Linked DNA regions of Rattus norvegicus: region 1 is linked to region 2. The links are chromatin contacts, called in public Hi-C maps. All regions are on one chromosome and are shown on one strand. The core of a region is the stretch at or near the end of the contact, and the rest is flanking DNA. Distances in the headings are between cores, read along the strand shown. Region 1 overlaps LOC120097385 (a long non-coding RNA gene). Region 2 overlaps LOC102551895 (a long non-coding RNA gene).

What was found. A called contact is a pair of places that touch in the nucleus more often than the background predicts.
Region 1: a contact with region 2 is called in a Hi-C map of liver, with 2.9 times the contacts expected there. The contact joins two enhancer-like sites. A contact is called at or near these places in 11 of 12 Hi-C or Micro-C datasets (the Rat2 cell line, Schwann cells, frontal cortex and 6 more) and 1 of 1 datasets of contacts at active chromatin or transcription factors (oligodendrocytes).

Annotation. Positions count from the first base shown.
Region 1 is chr16:52,339,258-52,341,957 of GRCr8, forward strand. All of the region lies in intron 2 of LOC120097385 (a long non-coding RNA gene), which reads left to right. Among named protein-coding and RNA genes, the nearest start is that of Irf2, 58 kb to the left of the region's middle. Within about 2 kb of position 1,319, at least 2 of the 93 cell types and tissues checked have an H3K27ac peak or open chromatin away from gene starts, as enhancers often do. A contact at or near this core is called in hepatocytes and liver, where this site is marked.
Region 2 is chr16:52,060,744-52,063,443 of GRCr8, forward strand. It overlaps LOC102551895 (a long non-coding RNA gene), which reads right to left. Exons shown (of 3, transcript XR_360468.5): 3 at 2,526-2,700. Among named protein-coding and RNA genes, the nearest start is that of Ptmal4, 34 kb to the left of the region's middle. Within about 2 kb of position 1,263, at least 3 of the 93 cell types and tissues checked have an H3K27ac peak or open chromatin away from gene starts, as enhancers often do. A contact at or near this core is called in hepatocytes and liver, where this site is marked.

The DNA of each region.
Region 1 (2,700 bases), core at 69-2,568, 280 kb after region 2:
GCTCTTACAAACATGTGTCTTGACTTTACGCAACTCTCAAGTTTTGAAATTAAAAATTTCTCATATAAATGTCTTAATAACTTTTGATAAAAGACCTGGGTTTCCTTATATTCAGTAGAAGAAACTTACAAGACAGAAAATGTACTAGTTAATTAAAATAGCATTAAATTAGTTTTGTTGTGCCTGTGCTTTTAAGTAATTAATCGGTTTCTGTCAAAATCAGAGAGGTAACCCTTGGAAATTTGAATCTACAGTCAAGAAATTATAGTTGAAGCACAAGGATACGATTATTGGAGAATTTAGATAAATCCTAGAAAATTAGGCCTTGGAAGGTGGCGTGGGAGCACAGAAACATGAGTTTGGATCCCCAGCAGCCGCATAAAGCCAGGGATGAGGGCACAGTATGCCCGATCCCCCAGCACTGGGGCACAGAGACAGCGAGATCTCTGGAGCTCACTGGCTAGCAAGCTTAGCCAAAAAATAAGGTGGAGAGCAATCAGAAAAGACACCCACTATTGACAGTCAGCCACACACCCTGGCGTACAATGTAAGTGAACACCTAACATAAAGTATTTGTTTTGAGACTTTTACGTCTTTGCTTACTTAAAAATTTCACTATTAAAGTCTGGATCGATAACTCAGTAGTAAAGTTTACCACTTATTAAGCCCTGAATTTTAAAAAAGAGAAACCCAGCACTACATAAAAAGTACAAGCACGTAAAATGTGAATAATAATATTACTGATATCATTAATATTTATGTTAATGATCTGGCTTTATTAGATCACTGTATCATTAAGTAAATAGTAGTATCTTATAAAAAATTTAAAAGTATTTAAAAATAGAAGCAGTTAGTGCTCAGTATAAAAGACTGGATTCAAATCATTTAGAATTATTAATCCCAGCTCTTAGCTTAGAGGAGACCTCTAAGGTCCGCCCTGCAGAGGACAGCAGACAGTGTGAACTTCCCCAACCTTTCCCTAACCCTCTGAATAAATGTTTTGATTCCAAGAATTATTAATCCTTCCAGTTAGGCAGAAGCTGTTACCACACTTCTAGTGGCAATGGCCCAGATGTCAACCAAACATCTACACTGAAGTGAGTAGCTACAGTTACAAATAAATTACCTAATGAAAAGGGGATTTTTAAATAAAAAGAATCGCTTTTCTTTGTTTCAAAACCTGTAGCCAAATTGTGATCTAACATAGAAATTTTGTCATGATGTCCTCTGCTTTTCTCAGTCCCACAGACATGGAAGATGTATTGTGTTCTATGAATGCTAAGGAAATGTGACTGCCAACCATTGCATGCCACATCCAAGGGACGACATGTGCTCAGATTAGTTTCTGTCAACTTGACACAAACTGAAGTCACCTGTCAAGAGAATCTGCCTCCAACAGATGGGCCTGTGGACATGTCTGTAGAGCATGTTATTGACTAATGTTGATGTGTGAGGGCCCAGGCCACTGTGGGAAGGACCGTGTCTGAGCAAGTCATCCTAGATTCTATATGTTATAGTTTGAATGAGAATGCCCCATCTCTGTGGGTGCATAGGTTTGAATATTTGATCCCCAGTTGGTAGAACTGTTTGGGAAGGATTAGGAGGTGTGACCTTGTTGAAGGCGGTGTGTTAGTGGAGGCAAGCTGAGGTTTCAAAATGCCTTTCCCTGTGTCCTCTCTGTCTCCTACTTACAATTTTGAGGGTGGGAGTTCATAGCTCTTCCTGCCACCGTGTCTTTGCTCTCCCATCTCAGACGCTAACCCTCTGAAGTCATAAGCCCAGTACAAATGCTTTCTTTTATAAGTTGCCTTGGTCATGGCGTTTCATTGCACCACTAGCACAGTACCTAATACAATAGGAAGGCCTGCTGAGCAAGCCATGGAGAGTAAGCCAAGAAGCAGCATTTCTCCATGGTTCCGGCCTCCATGCTCCTGCTTGAGTTCCTGCACTGACTTCCCTGAATGATGATTCACTATGACCAGGTCATGTAAGCTAAATAAACCTTTCTTCCACAAGCTGATTTTGTACAATGTTTTATCACTCAACAGAAAGTAAACCGAAACAACATATTACTGCATAGGACTCCCAACCCCTAGTGGTATATGCATAAATTTTCCTCAATCATTAGATACTCAGAAGATAAGAATTACCCTTTTACATTACTATTTTAAAAATCTTTTAAGAAATCAACTTCCCAATTCTGTTTTTGATCGCAAAAATACATAAGGAATGATCTCAGTCCCTGGAATCACATCACCTACTAATTTATACTCTGAATTTATTCTCTGTATATCATTATGATGTTCCTTTGTAAGTGAGTCGGCAGAGTCTACTCCAATTTAGCAGAGCTAGAAGTTACAGAGAAATTAAATAAGCTCATGGCTGTCCGCAGAGCTGACTTAGTTTCTTTTCCACTGCTGGGATAAGATACCAGGACCCAGGCAACTTGTAAGAGGAAGCGTTTAAATGAGCCCAGATTCCAATGGGCCAGGGTCTACGACAGCAGATTGAAAGCATGGTGACACACATCTGACATCCAAGTAGGAGACAAAGAGAACACAGGGAATGACAAGAGTCTTTGAAACCTAAAACCTTCCTCCAGTGACACACCCCTCTGACAAGACCACCCCTTCTAGTCCTTCCTAAACCGTTCCGTCAACTGGGGCCCAAATATTCAAACATATGAGTCTATGAGCATTG
Region 2 (2,700 bases), core at 13-2,512:
TACTTCCTCACACACAAAAGCAGGGCTCGGTTCTTACTAAACAAGGCCAGAACAGTTTATGATCATAAGAAACCATTAGCAATAATTTTAAGCAGACTGTAGTAGAAGTAACCACCAAGAAAGTGATTCACATAGTCACAAAGTAAAAGTAAGTGTGATAAAGATAATACTTAAAAGAAAAAGCACACATTGACGGAAATCACATCTCAAATCCATTAACCAAAAAAATTTTTTTATTGAAAACACATTTTTTTCATACATTCCGATTACGATCCTGAAAGTTCACAAGATCCAGAAGTAAATGAACATTTGGACAGTAATGAGAACACTCTGACTTGTCTGTGGTCTTGTAAGTAATGTGAGAAGATTAGCTGGTCATTGGGGTCGAGAATTCTCATGGCAGCAGTTCAGCTACAGGAGCAGAAGGGACCTTCAAAACCGTCTTCTCGGAGATAAGACATCAGACATCTGCACGTGGATCTCAAAGTATTTCTTTACACCCTTCTTCCCTTACGTTGGAATGGCATAGCACAGCTGGAACTCACAGCCAGCACAGAAATAAGAATTCTGAGTGTTCTGCCACATACATCGGCCCTAGGTGACCACAGGACAGTCCCCCTGCCCATCTTACAATGAAATAGGGTAGTTCAGTGGTGTTTACAAAGATACTTTTTCCATCCTGTCATCTGAAACCTTAGCAGAAAGGGACTTTCTGTGATGTAGACATGTTTGCTTTCATAGTTTTAATATTCTGTACCATGAATATTTATTATAGGAAACAACTTTGGCTCACAGTCCCTTGTCACTGTCATAGAACATGAATGGTCACTCAAAATCTGCACAAAATACACAATAAGTCAGTGTAATGTGGATAATACTTTTCCTTTAAGAGACAAAATAGATAATCTATTATATTCTGTGTTTGATATTGCCCTGAAAAATTCAAATGAGAACAGGAAATATGCAAATAGACATTTCAATCCAACTTTATCTTTAAAGAGTTTTTAAATCTTTTACTTGTGTTTGTCTGAGATGTCTCCCATAAATCTCCGTTCGAAGACGTGGTTCCTCAGTTGGTTGGAGACATGATCTCGTCACTCGGACCATTGAGATTTTAAATCACTCATGCTGTTGCCAGTGTGTTCTCTGCCTCCTGCTTGTGGTTTGAGATATGAACTCTCAGTTGTTCCTGAGGCCACTCCGTCATGGACTCTAACCCAGTGAACCATGTGCCTGATCAAACACTTTCTGTTACACAGGGTGCCTGGCTTCACTGTGTTTTACCACAGAATGGGAAAGCAGTTATTACCACGGCACGTGTATCCCGTGGGTGTGCAGGTGCCTGCAGAGGTCAGAAGTGGGCATTGGACCTCTTAGGGCTGGAGTTACAGACTGGTGTGAGAGGAAACTCAGGGCCTCTATTGAAGTAGTAAATGCTCTTAACTGCTGAACCATTTCTCCGGCCCCTGTAAGACTTGATTTTAGAAGTCGGTAGGGGCTAGAAGTCACCAGCAACTGATATCACTAATTCTTCTAAACCACTCTGATAATGCTGTCATATGCTTCACCCTGAGACACTACTACGCTGTGACCCACAACTGCCCCGCATGTCTTCTGCCCCATCATTTATTCACCTCTTCAGTGCTCCTTCTAACCTTTGCCTGTAACCCACTGACTTGATTAAGTCCTTCCATCTACTGTTCCTGCCATCTCTAGGCTGTCCTCCCTCTCACCTAATGGCCTTCTGTCTCTTTTACATTTTCTTCGAGACAGATTCTCATGTAGCCCAGGCTGGTCTCCAACTCATTATGTAAGGATTACCTTGAACTCCCAACCCTCTGACCCTCCCAGCCTTTGTCTCCCAAGTACCGGCCTTCACTGCCACATCCATCTTTTCTTCCCTTTCATATTTCATATTTCCTCCACAGGTCTCACTCTCCCGAGAGATTGTGCCAACTCTTCCCTTGCCTAAACATTCAATATCTGTCCTCCTTTACTTTGTCACTCCCTGGTAAGAAGAACCTCTGATTTAGTCCAAGTGGCACATTCATTTCCGCATACTCTGCAGTTGAATGTGGCAGGGGAAACTGGTTTCTTCCACTCTTATAGATTGAAAGAATGGCTACTGTGAAATGGCTATGCTCCGAAGACCACCTACAGACCCAGTGCCATTCTCATCAAAATTCCAATGTCATTTTTCACAAAAAAGGTATTGAAATTCATATGGAAAGAGGTGGAGAGATGGCTCAACAGTTGAGAGCACTGCCTACTCTTCCAGAGGACCCGGGTTCAATTCCCAGTAACCACATGGCAGCTCACAACTGTCTGTAATGCCAAGATCTGATCTTACAACATGCATGGGTAACCCTTTGGGCTTTTTATATGTCTACTCCAGTTCCCGAATGATTACACGGAGGCTCATTTATTTATGTATAAGTGCCTAGGCCTGTCGATGCCCACACCAACACAGCACCGAGAACTGGGCGTAAGCCTGCGAGATTTAAAAAACACACACGCGCGGGTTATCCGTGTTAAGAAAGAATGCTCCTTCTGTAGCTTTATTTTCCAAATATCTACCCCAGGTTGACTAGGTGGAAAAATCTGGGAAGCACCGTGGGAGACCCCGGTTCAAGACATTGGTGCCCCTAATTTACTGGGGAGAAATCCAGGAAGACCAGCCTAAATCTCAAAAACAAAAGA